2 separate regions of the Danio rerio genome follow, and region 1 is linked to region 2. A link is a contact called in public Hi-C data. All regions are on one chromosome and are shown on one strand. Each heading gives the region's core, a stretch centred on a gene start, on an enhancer-like site or on the middle of the called end of the contact. The rest is flanking DNA. Distances are from core to core; before and after follow the strand shown.

The links. Hi-C and Micro-C count contacts between places; a contact is called where the count stands out from the background.
Region 1: a Hi-C map of an unstated tissue shows a contact between it and region 2, with 2.6 times the contacts expected there. The contact joins the promoter of myoz2a here to the promoter of frem1a in region 2. A contact is called at or near these places in 2 of 18 Hi-C or Micro-C datasets (caudal fin and an unstated tissue).

What each region holds. Positions count from the first base shown.
Region 1 is chr7:75,376,425-75,382,461 of GRCz12tu, forward strand. myoz2a (myozenin 2a) reads right to left here and starts at 4,311. Exons shown (of 6, transcript NM_200899.1): 1 at 4,293-4,311; 2 at 1-72. The coding sequence starts at 67.
Region 2 is chr7:75,183,957-75,189,934 of GRCz12tu, forward strand. It overlaps frem1a (Fras1 related extracellular matrix 1a), which reads left to right and starts at 3,114. Exons shown (of 37, transcript NM_001190308.2): 1 at 3,114-3,240.

The DNA of each region.
Region 1 (6,037 bases), core at 3,061-5,560, 190 kb after region 2:
TCTCTCTACAAATAGCCGCTGCCTGCATTTTCCTCTCCTGTGTTGACATCAGACTATGCTGAGACATGCTGTCTGTGGATAAAACAAACAAAAAACACACAGTTTGGGAATGCGAATCTCCAATTTGCCCCTCGCAATCTCACACTTACTTCAACACAACACAGCAAACACACACTCATGATCACACTGACAGTGGAGTGGTGACATTTATTACAGTACAGCTGCTGGAAGGCTGACACAAGCAGATCCCTTTAAATAACCAGCAGCATTTAAACATGACGTAAGAGCAAAGAGGCGCTTCTGTGTGCTTCAGCAGAGACGGAGAATCCATACGTCTCATTCAGACTATTCAGGACAAAAACAGAGCGGCCCAGGATGTGACGTCACACCAAACCAGTCCAGCTGGCATACACTACTGACCAGACCCTAAAAAAAGTCATTTTGCTCCTTGTTTAAACTATGATTTTAAAATGAGCTGAATCAACACAATTCTTTATTTTTTGGGGGACAACTTAATAGTTTTATGTTTACTCCAATTAAATTTGTTAAGGGAGAACATGAATGAATTGTTTGGTATTACCCTGCATTTTTACAGGGTATTTTACAGGGCTAGTTTCTGTTATATAAAAATATTAGATTATACATTTTAGATAATGTAATTATTAACATTTAAATGTATATTAATTCCAATTCAATTCAGCTTTATTTGTATAGCGCTTATACAATGTAGATTGTGTCAAAGCAGCTTCACATAAATGGTCGTAGTAACTGGAACAGTGTAGTTCAGTTTTTAGTGTTTAAGTTCAGTTCAGTTCAGTTTAGCTCAGTTCAGTGAGGTTTAAAGTCATTACTGAGAGTTCAAACACTGAAGAGCAAATTCATAGATGCGTAGCTCTACAAATCCTGAACCATGCGAGCCAGTGGCGACAGCGGCGAGGGAAAAAAACTTCACCTGATAGGAGTGAAAAAAAAAAAACCTTGAGAGAAGCAGACTCAGTCGGGCACGACCATTTTAATTTCTCCGCTGGCCAAAAGATTATAAATTTTGCTTTGGCACCTAAATGATTCATCATTAAAAATATAAAAAAAACTAATTAAAAACATGAAAACAGTGTTTCAGTGGGGCCTAAAAAGTCTTAAAATATCTTAAATTTCAAAATCTAAATTTTAGGCCTTAAAAAAGTATTTAAAAAGTATTTAAATTTACTGAAATATTGTGTTGTAGGTCTTAATTTTTTTTTTAAACGTGTCTTAATTTTCCTTTGTTCATGTATTGCTACACAATCTGGCCAACACCCAGCAGTGTTGATGTTCTAATGCACTAAAACTATTCAAAACTAAACTAGTTTCCGTAACTTATGAATATTAGATTTTTATCATACACATTTTAAAGAAATCATCTCAATAAAACTTTATTTTAAAAAAGGTAGTTTTTAACTCTATTTACCAAAATGGTTTAATTAGTTTCCTTACAATAACATTTGTTTAAAAGTGGTCCGTGTATTTACTGCTGAGGGCACCAGCCTGAACAGATTGTTGTGGATAGATTTAGTTTATTAAATTTATTAAAACGTTTAAAACATTTGATCATTTTTTTTATTTTAAAAATGATGTTGGAAAAAAAAGTGTATGCCCTGCAGGCACAGCACATCAACATAATGTCATATTGACGTTTAACCCGAACACACCCCAACGTCATGGGAACATTGCACTTTGTTTGGAAATGAAAATTGGGTTGACGTCAGAACCCAACATCAGGCCAACGTCAATGTCCAACGTCCAACCTAAGATCAACCAAATATCAATGTCTAATCACCTTGACGTTGTGTGGACGTTACCACTATGACGTCTTTCAGATGTTGGATTTTGGTCACTTTTCAACACAACCTAAAATCAACCAAATATCAATGTCATGTTACACATTGACAATGTGTGGACGTTACCACTATGACATCTATCAGATGTTGGATTTTGGTCACTTTTCAACACAACCTAAAATCAACCGAATATCAACGTAAGTTGACGTTGTTATTGGACGTCAAAATAACGTTATCCTTAGATGCTGGCTAGACATTGAATTTTGGACGCCATGACCTAAATCGAACCTAATATTAACGTCTTATGAAGTTGTGTGCTTGCTAGGTGGATACAAGTGGAGCTTGCTTGTATTTATACAATATTTAAAATATTTTGCTTAGAAATATCTAAAAAATATATATATTTTTGTTATTAATATATAATTGTATTATAAGATGTATTCAATTATAATACAATTTATTTGAAAAGGCAAATAAAACTTTTCCATCTGGGCCATTTGAAAAATGCATTAATGTTCAGCCCTTTATGAGTCTTAAAAAGTCTTAAATTTAACTTGGTGAAACCTGCAGAAACCCTGGAAAAGCTGGTTCGACTGGACCGAACACCCACCAGTGTTAATGTTCTAATGCACTAAAACTATTCAAAAATAAACTAGTTACAGTAATATATGAATATTAGATTTTAATCATACACATTTAAAAGAAAATCACCTTTAAAATTGCTCAAATTAAGTTCTTAGCAGTGCATATTACTTATCAAACCATACGCTTTGATATAATTGTTGTGAAATATTTACAAAATGTATGTAATTTTCTTTTAATTATGGCATTTACATTTACATTTAGTCATTTAGCAGACGCTTTTATCCAAAGCGACTTACAAATGAGGACAAGGAAACAATTTACACAACTAAGAGCAACAATGAATAAGTGCTATAGGCAAGTTTCAGTTCTGTAAAGTCTAAGAAGGGAAGTATTAGTAGTATTAGTTTTTTTTTTTTATTTATTTATTTTTTTGGGGTACAGTTAGTGTGATATTCAGAGAGGCAATTGCAGATTAAGAAGTGTAGTGGAGACTAAATAGTTGAGTTTTTAGTCGTTTCTTGAAAGTAGCGAGTGACTCTGCTGTTCTGATGCAGTTAGGGAGTTCATTCCACCAACTGGGCAGATTGAGCGTGAGCGTTCGTGAAAGTGATTTCTTCCCTCTTTGGGATGGCACAAAATAAATACTTTATTGGATCTCATACAATGTGCTTTTGGCTATTCCTACAAATATAAATGCGCTCTAAAAATGCTGGGTTGTTTTAAGCCAACATTGGGTCAAATATTGACAACTTTAAAGTTTTAAAATTGTTACGTAAATCTTTCAACTGAATTTAAATAACACTTTTAAACCCAATAGTTGGTGGTTTCCATAGTTGACCCAACACTGGGTTAAAGTAACCCAGCATTTTTAGAGTGTGTCCAACTCAAGACTTTACTTAAGTTTTGTGCTCCAAGGTCACATTTCAGTTTAGTTGTTTTTTTGTTATGCTAGTTTCAACTTAGAGTCTTAGCCTGTGTGTGCTGTTAGGCATGTGGGTGATTTTGACTCTTAATCTGGCATGACGTCCTCTGTTTCAGCAAATGGAATGACTTTTGGTAACAAATCTCTTTTTGGCACATATTTTGGGAAAATGCTTTTGGCATTTTTAAAAAACTCAACAATGCACTCTGGGCAAATTTACTACCCTTTTGTTATGTTCTGGGCTGTTTTTGCCCCCATTGACTTCCTTTATAATCACGTTTTTTGATTGCAAAGCCATGACACCTCTTGCATTCATGATTGTTGCTGGTTTTTCCTGTTAGGAAGAGATCAAACTTGTCATTTTCATTGTTTATCATCAGTTGCAGTGCAAAAAAAAAGCTTAGTTTCTAGCTTTTATATGTAGTACAGTGTGTGTGCTTGTGTATGTCTGAGAGAGAGAAAGAGAGAGAAAGACCTTTGCACATATACCTTGATATGCTTTATAAAATCAAAATAAACCTCTCAGCTCTCTAAACATAGTAAGTAGTAAGTGTATTTATGCACACAGACACTATAATCTGCTGTTTTATACCATGAAATTCCATATACTGTAAATGCCAGAAACTGTTTTGCACAGGCTATCACTGTCAACTGATTATCAACAATAAAAATGACAAATCTGACCTCTTCCCAGCAGAGAAAACCACCAACAATCAAGAATACAAGGTTGTATGCTGTCATGTCTTTGCAATCATAAAAATGTGGTTACAATGGAAGTCAATGGGGCAAAAACAGCCCCGAACATAACCAAAGGGTAGTCAATTTTGACAGTGCACAAGTACTGTTAGTAAGTGGAACTGACTAGATTCAACTTAAATATTGAAGCCAGCAACTTATTTTACAGTGCACACACAACCCACAAATTCATGCAATGCGATAATCACGTGCATCAGACTGGTTTACTATACCTGTGCTGGGTCAGTTGTGTCTGGATGAGGGCTGAATGTGCTTGTTCCCTGTGTGGGACGGGACTGAGACCCTCTGGACCGCAGGGGTGAAGGGTGTCAGAGGGAGGACCGGCTGCTCGTCTGTCCGCTTTCAATAGCACACGGTTATAAATAGCACTGATCACACACACTGACAGACGCACGTTAACCGTTTGGAGTGTAACGGAGACAGCAGGTGTCTGCTCAGGTTATGACTTCACTGTGTTTGCACAGTTCACTCATTACGGGTCGTTCTGGGGTTCGGGATTGGTCAAACAAAGTTGTGGTCAACATGGACGACACTGTAAAAAAATATCCGCAGTTTTTTGTATTTTGCGATTCATGTTTTTTATTTTAGCTCTGTTTATTTATGCATATGCATTATGGGATCTTGATCTTTCTTCCAGCAACTTTGAACCTAGAAAAGGTTAAAAACGAACCTTTATTAACATTTTTAATAGTTTAAAAGTGATATATTGTCTGAATGGTGTTGTATATGATGCTACAAAAACCTTGCCACTATACATATTCTGTTATTTTACAGACTTACGCTCACCGGCCACTTTATTAGGTACACCTGTCCAACTGCTTGTTAACGCAAATGTCTGATCAGCCATCAAATAATGTTAGTTCATGCTAACTCACAGTGCGTTAACTAATGTTAGCAAGCACAACTTGACACATGCTCTTTGAATGCATCCTTTGGAGGATGCAGACCCTGAAATGAGACGCAGCTACTGTGAGATGTAGGATCAGAACCAGGAGATGTAAAGCAAGAATTGAGATGCGAAAATCTGGAATTTTCTTCAACAATGAGCATTTTTGTCAGCCTCTTATGATTATGTTCAATTATTTCATATTAAAATCGATAAAAAAAAAACTATTCTTTGCCATAAAATTACAGAATTAAGAAAAGAGCCTGAAAAAAATGCTCATATTAGACGAACATTTCAGATGGCTCTTAGAGGTTTTCGCATCTGAACTCTTCAATTGTCAAAATTAGCTGGATGTAAAAGTAGATTACAAAAAGTCAGAACTACAAGATGTCAATTTTCAAGTGCAAGAAATAATGATCAGAATTTAGAGACACACAATCATAATTGTGAGATGTAAACTTTTTTTATTTGTAAAATGTAGGAATAGTTCTAGTTTTACGTCCTGCAAATTGAAATTTACATAATTATTTATGCCTCACAACTCTAAGTTGCGTCTTAGCCTTATAAGCATCCGTTTCATTAAAGTGTTAGGGAATATTTTTTGCATCCTATCTAGTATGGCCCCTGAAAAAAGTGTTGCATGCAGAACTCATTCATTCATTCATTTTCTTGTCGGCTTAGTCCCTTTATTAATCCGGGGTCACCACAGCGGAATGAACCGCCAACTTATTAAGCAAGTTTTTACGCAGCGGATGCCCTTCCAGCTGCAATCCGTCTGTGGGAAGCATCCACACACCAATCACACACACACTCATACACTATGGACAATTTAGCCTACCCAATTCACCTGTACCGCATGTCTTTGGAATGTGGGGGAAACCGGAGCACCCGGAGGAAACCCACGCGAAGGCAGGGAGAACATGCAAACTCCACACAGAAACACTAACTGAGTCGAGGTTCGAATCAGCGACCCAGCGACTTTCTTGCTGTGAGGCTACTGCACCACTGCCTCGCCCTGCATGCAGAACTGTTGCAAACAATTTATTTGTGTTGAATTTAAACAAACAAATT
Region 2 (5,978 bases), core at 1,864-4,363:
GCCTCTATAATCCTCACAGAAATGTAGGAATGTTCTCAGAACGTTCTGGTAAGTTTCAAATGTTATGAATAAAGTTTCTTGCTCATTAATCTGCCAGTGGAGTAAGCAAAATAATCCTGTTTTCGCTATGGCAGACTATATTACTTGTTCTAAGTAAAAACGCACTTAATTTTGAACTATTATTACTGAAAACAAGACAATCTTTTGTTTGTCTTGAAAATGCTTCTTGATTTAAGAATCTTTAACTATTTGGACTAGAAACAAGACAAAAACTCCAAGTAAAAAAAGCATTTTTTATATGCAGTACAAAAAACAACAACTGTAGTCCATATTATTCATAAAACACCTATTTAGAGACACTTACCAACTAATTTCCCCCCTCCTGTGAACAAACATGCTATTTTTTGTCATTTAGACCAGAGGTTCTCAAAGTGGGGGTCGGGACCCCCTGGGGGGTCGCTGGACAATGACAAGGGGTCGCTTGGTGATTTCCAAAACTCAAATAAATTTTATGAAACTTTTTGAATTACCATATTTTTTTCATAACCCACGGAAGATAGTAAATCATTGCATTAAAGAAACAACAACATACCATAAACAACCATCAGTCTTTAATTTTTATATTATATTATAACAATATATAAATATATATATATATATATATATATATATATATATATATATATATATATATATATATATATATATATATATATTTGAAAAAATAATTTTTAGATATTTGGACTATATATAAGCCAAATAAACTCCAAATAAGAAAAGTATTTTTTTTGTAGGCAGTAATATTTTGGTAACACTTTACAATAACAGTACATGAATAATGGTGTATTAATATGTAAACTAAACATTACTATATTATGAATTAATGATGAGCTAAGGTATGCACTAATCATGAATTACCTTTAACTACAGAATGAGTTCATGTGTGAATGATGACTACCTTAATTACTTGTTAGTTCATGTTGTTAATTAATGTATTAATTAACATTTAAGTTTAAGCTAAATGTAAATAACATGAACTCATGAGCTGTTAATGTATAGTTATGTCATGACTTTACTTGGAGGCGCACATCACTATTAACTCATCCTTAACTACTCATGAGCTCCTGTTCATGTTGATGCTGACAAAACACTTTTCTATGGTTATTCAGTGTAAACTCACTAGTTGGACGTGCATAAGGAGTTCATGAGTAGTTAAGAATGGGTTAATGATGATGTGAACCTCCAAGTAAAATCACAACATAATTATACATTAACATATCATGAGTTCACCATGGTTAAATTAAGCATAAACTAATATGGTAATTAATACAATAATTAACAATCATGTACTAACAAGTAATTAAGGTAGTCATCACTCACACATGAACTCATATGACTCATGTTGTAGTTAAAGTTAATTGATGATTAGTGCAGACCTTAACTCATCATTAATTCATAATAAGCTATTGTTTAGTTTACATATTAATACATCATTATTCATGTACTGTTATTGTAAAGTGTTACCAATGTTTTTTAAAGAAAAAACAAAACAGCAGCAGCAACAACAATAACAACAACTGTAGTCCATATTATTTATAAACCCATTTAGAGACTCTTATTAGCTGATTTCCCACCTTCTGTGAACAAACATGCTATTCTGCGAGGTAAAAAAAAGTGCACTAAAATGCACTTTATTTAGTACACTTCTCAGTAATGTACTAAAAGTGCTCTATTTTCGCACACTAATTTTGTACTTAATGTACTAAAAGATAGAATTAAGTATGTTAAGATAAACTTAATACCATCTAAGTGTACTCAACTGTGCTATTTTAAAACACCCTGATGTTGAACTTAAATGTGCCTTTAACATACCATATCTGTATTTTTAAAAATACATTTAGTTACAACTAGAAATACACTTGAACCCTAATTTTAAACATTTAAATGTATTTATGAGTAATTTAAAATATAATAGTAATTTATTAAAAGAATATACAAAATGTAAAAAAGTGTGCTAAATACTGTATTAAAAGTGCTCTATTTTCCCAAACTAATTTTGTATTTAATGTACTAATAATTTGTATTAAGTACTTTTTAAGATAAACTTAAGTACATCTAAGTGTACTCAACTCTGCTATTATGAGACACCATGAAGCTGATCTAAAATGTGCTTTTAAAATACTAAACATTTATTTAAAGAATATAGTTTGAAGGGATTCTGTGTGTACAAAGAAAACAGCATCTGCGCTTCATCAAAACACTTTAATCTTTTTGTGCAAAAAACCACAAGTCCAAAAACACCTTATGGAAGGGAACAAAAACTTAGCAAAAACTGAGAACACAAAAATTTAAATAAGATGCAACATTACAGCACATATGTGAAATGTAAAGACATTTTGGGAAAATGTACTTCTACTACAATACATTACTAATAGATTTTTAATAAAGTCAATTTAAGGTAAACTTAAATTTACCACACTCAAAATCAATTTAAGTGTTAGTGATAATATTGCATTTACATTAAGTGTACTAAAGTACAACTTTTGGGAAAATGAACTTCTACTACAATACATTACTAATAGATTTTTTATATATTAACTTATTTTAAAGTTAGGATTAGTATGTAAACAGTGTACTAAAAATCAACTAATGTTTAAAGCATTTAAAGCACACTTTTGAAAAACACACTAATAAAACTCTTTTGGATGTTTTTTCTGTAGTGTACTTTATTGTAGTACACTAAAAATTTATTTAAATATTACTAGTATTTGGTATACTTTAATCAAGTGTACTAAAGTCCTACTAAAGTATAAACATCATTTTAATTAGTATATTTATAATGTAAAACCATCAAACTTTTATTTAACACAAAAATAACAATGTACTAAAAATGTATTTGCGGGTATTTAAATGTATTTTAATTGCATTTAATTATATATTTTTTTCACCTGGGCTTTGTCATATAGACAGCCTTTAATGAAAATCTCCTCAATCTGTCATTATGTGACGCCGTGTTTTCTTTGATCTCTCTTTTTGGTCCGTCCTTTCTGTTTGCCTGTGCACTTTCTGCTCTCTCCGTACAGCCTCACTCCTCCCTAAATCCCCCAGTGCAGGACAGTCCCACCTCCTCCAGTTTTCCCATCTCTCCTCAGGAGTGTTTGGACGGCCATTGAGACTTTGTGCTGTGGAAAGCAGAGACCACAAACAACCGTTGTGGCGTGATAAGAGCCATGAGTTCAGGTAGGAACTTGTCTGATTTACTATGTGTTTGTTTTTCGTGTATGTGTGTGTGTGTGCTAGTGTTTTCATTCATGGAAATCCTATTAAAGGGACAGTTCAGCTGAAAATGAAAACTCTGTCATCATTTACTCACCCTTTACTTGTTCCAAAATCAGTTTGAGCCTCTTTCTTCTGCTTAACATAAAAGAAGATGTTTTAAAAAAAGCTGAAAAGCTGAAACCAATCCAGAAACATTTTCTAGACAGGCAAAAAAGATGGTCTTGTTTTCAGAAATAATAAGTCAAAGTCAAAAGATGTTTTGAAACAAGCTGGAAAACTAAAACCGACTTCCATAGGATTTGTTTTTCATACTGTGGAAGTCAAGATTGCAAACATGCTAGTGAGTTTTTCCTTAAAACAAGCTAAATATAATATAAATGTCATAAAATAAGTAAAATAAACATATTTTTTGCTTTGAAATAAGATTTATTTATGTTTGCTTTCACCATTGGCTGATTATTTTGCTTGTATTAGGGAAAAACTCACTAGCATGTTTGCAGAATTGACAACCATAGTATGAAAAACAAGTCCTATGGAAGTCAATGGTTTCAGATGGCCAGCTTATTTCTAAAAATCGAAGCTTATCTCTAAAAGTCTTTTGATTTTGACTTATTATTTCTAAAAACAAGACAATGTTTTTGCTTGTTTGGAAAATGTTTCTGGATTTAAAAATTGTTAGATATTTGGACTAGAAACAAGTAAAAAACTCTAAGTAAGAAAGGCTTTCTTTTTGTTTAGTTTTTTTGCAGTGGATGTTAACAGCTTTCCTCACAATATCTTAATTATTTTATGTTTATTAATTATTAAGTGAGTTCATTTTTGGGTGAACGGCCTCTTTAAAAATGAAGTCAATACATTTCAAAAAGACAATATTTTTTGCTTGTCTTAAAAAAGTTTCTTGATTTAAGACAGCGCTACCCACTGCACCACAGGGCCGCCCCCTTATTATTATTATTAATTTAAATTATTATTAACAACGCATACAGGTTGAAATAACAATATAATAACATATATTAATTCAACTACCCGGGCGACGCAGTGGCGCAGTAGGTAGTGCTGGTGCCTCACAGCAAGAAAGTCGCTGGTTCAAGTGAGTCAGTTGGCGATTCTGTGTGGAGTTTGCATGTTCTCCCGGCGTTCGCGTGGGTTTCTTCCGGGTGCTCCGGTTTCCCCCAATGTCCAAAGACATGCTGTACAGGTGAATTGGGTAGGCTGAATTGTCCGTAGTGTATGAGTGTAAATGAGTGTGTGTGGATGTTTCCCAGAGATGGGTTGCGGCTGGAAGAGCATCCGCTGCGTAAAAACGTGCTGCATAAGTTGGCGGTTCATTCCACTGTGGCGACCCTGGATTAATAGAGATACTAAGCCGAAAAGAGAATGAATGAATGAATGAATGAATGAATTCCTCACGCACAATTGAAATGCAATTTCTGAGTAAAAAAACAAACAAATCATTATCATGCCAAATTAAAAACAGTGAAACAATTCATTCGTTCATTCATTTTCCTTCATCCTAGTCCATTTATTGATCAGGGGTCGCCACAGCAGAATGAACTGGCAACTTATCCAGCCATGTTTTACACAACGGATGCCCTTTCAGCAACCCAACAGTGGGAAACACCCATACTCTCTCATTCACACACAACCACTAAGACCAACTTAGCTTATTCAGTTCACCTTAAGCGCATGTCTGTGTACTGAAGGGGAAAACTGGAGCACCCGGAGGAAATCCACGCCATCATGGGGAGAACATGCAAACACAGTAATGCCAACTGACTGCTGTAAGGCGACAGTGCCAACTCCCCCCAGGCTAAACGATTTACATCCTAAAATATTGAAAAAAAAGTGCTATTAGGAGTTATTTTTGTGACATTGTGAATTTATCTTGCATTAATTGTACAATTTTATGAATTTCAGCTTTAATAATATTGGTTAATAAACAGCTGTGTGACCGGTGATTAACAGGTGATTTTATGTAAATGTATGCATTCAAGCAAGAGTATGCGTGTTTCCTAGTACAGGGTAGCGGCTGGAAAGGCATCTGCTGCGTAAAACATATGCCGGAATAGTTGCCGGTTCATTCCACTGTGGCGACCCCTGATGAATAAGGGACTAAGCCAAAGGAAAACAAAATGATGCATTCAAATTTTTGTGTTTTGATTTTGGAACAAGTTGACTTTTAATGACTATTTTAGTAGTTCAAAACAAGCATTTAAACAACACAGGCTGATTCTGAAAACGTAGCCCTGTAGGCATTTTTGGAGAGCGCAAATTATGTAGCCAGAGGTATGCATGGCTGCATTTCGTCTTTAAAACGAACACTACTGCGTGATATGACTGCTTACATCCATATAGGTGGCTTTTCCGCTGTTACCAGTTTGTCCAGTGACTCGCTGAGTTTGTAGGAGGATTTGAGACACAGAGCGGAGTTGGCCATGACGACAAGGTTTGAGTCTGGCGAAGGTTGGTTAGTCAGTTAGTTGGTAAGTCAGTCAATAGCGGCCTCTGGTGGATTTACGTGAGAAGAGCAGGTGTGAATGGCACTCGCGAGAGAGATTTGAGATCTGAAAAAGCACACACAGCGCCCTCTGGCAGATTTGCAAAAACTACAAAAAATGTGCCTCCTGGGATGTATTTGGCGCTCTCCAGAAATGTATATAGAAATACGTAATTGGCTGCATTTAAATCACCATGCAAAA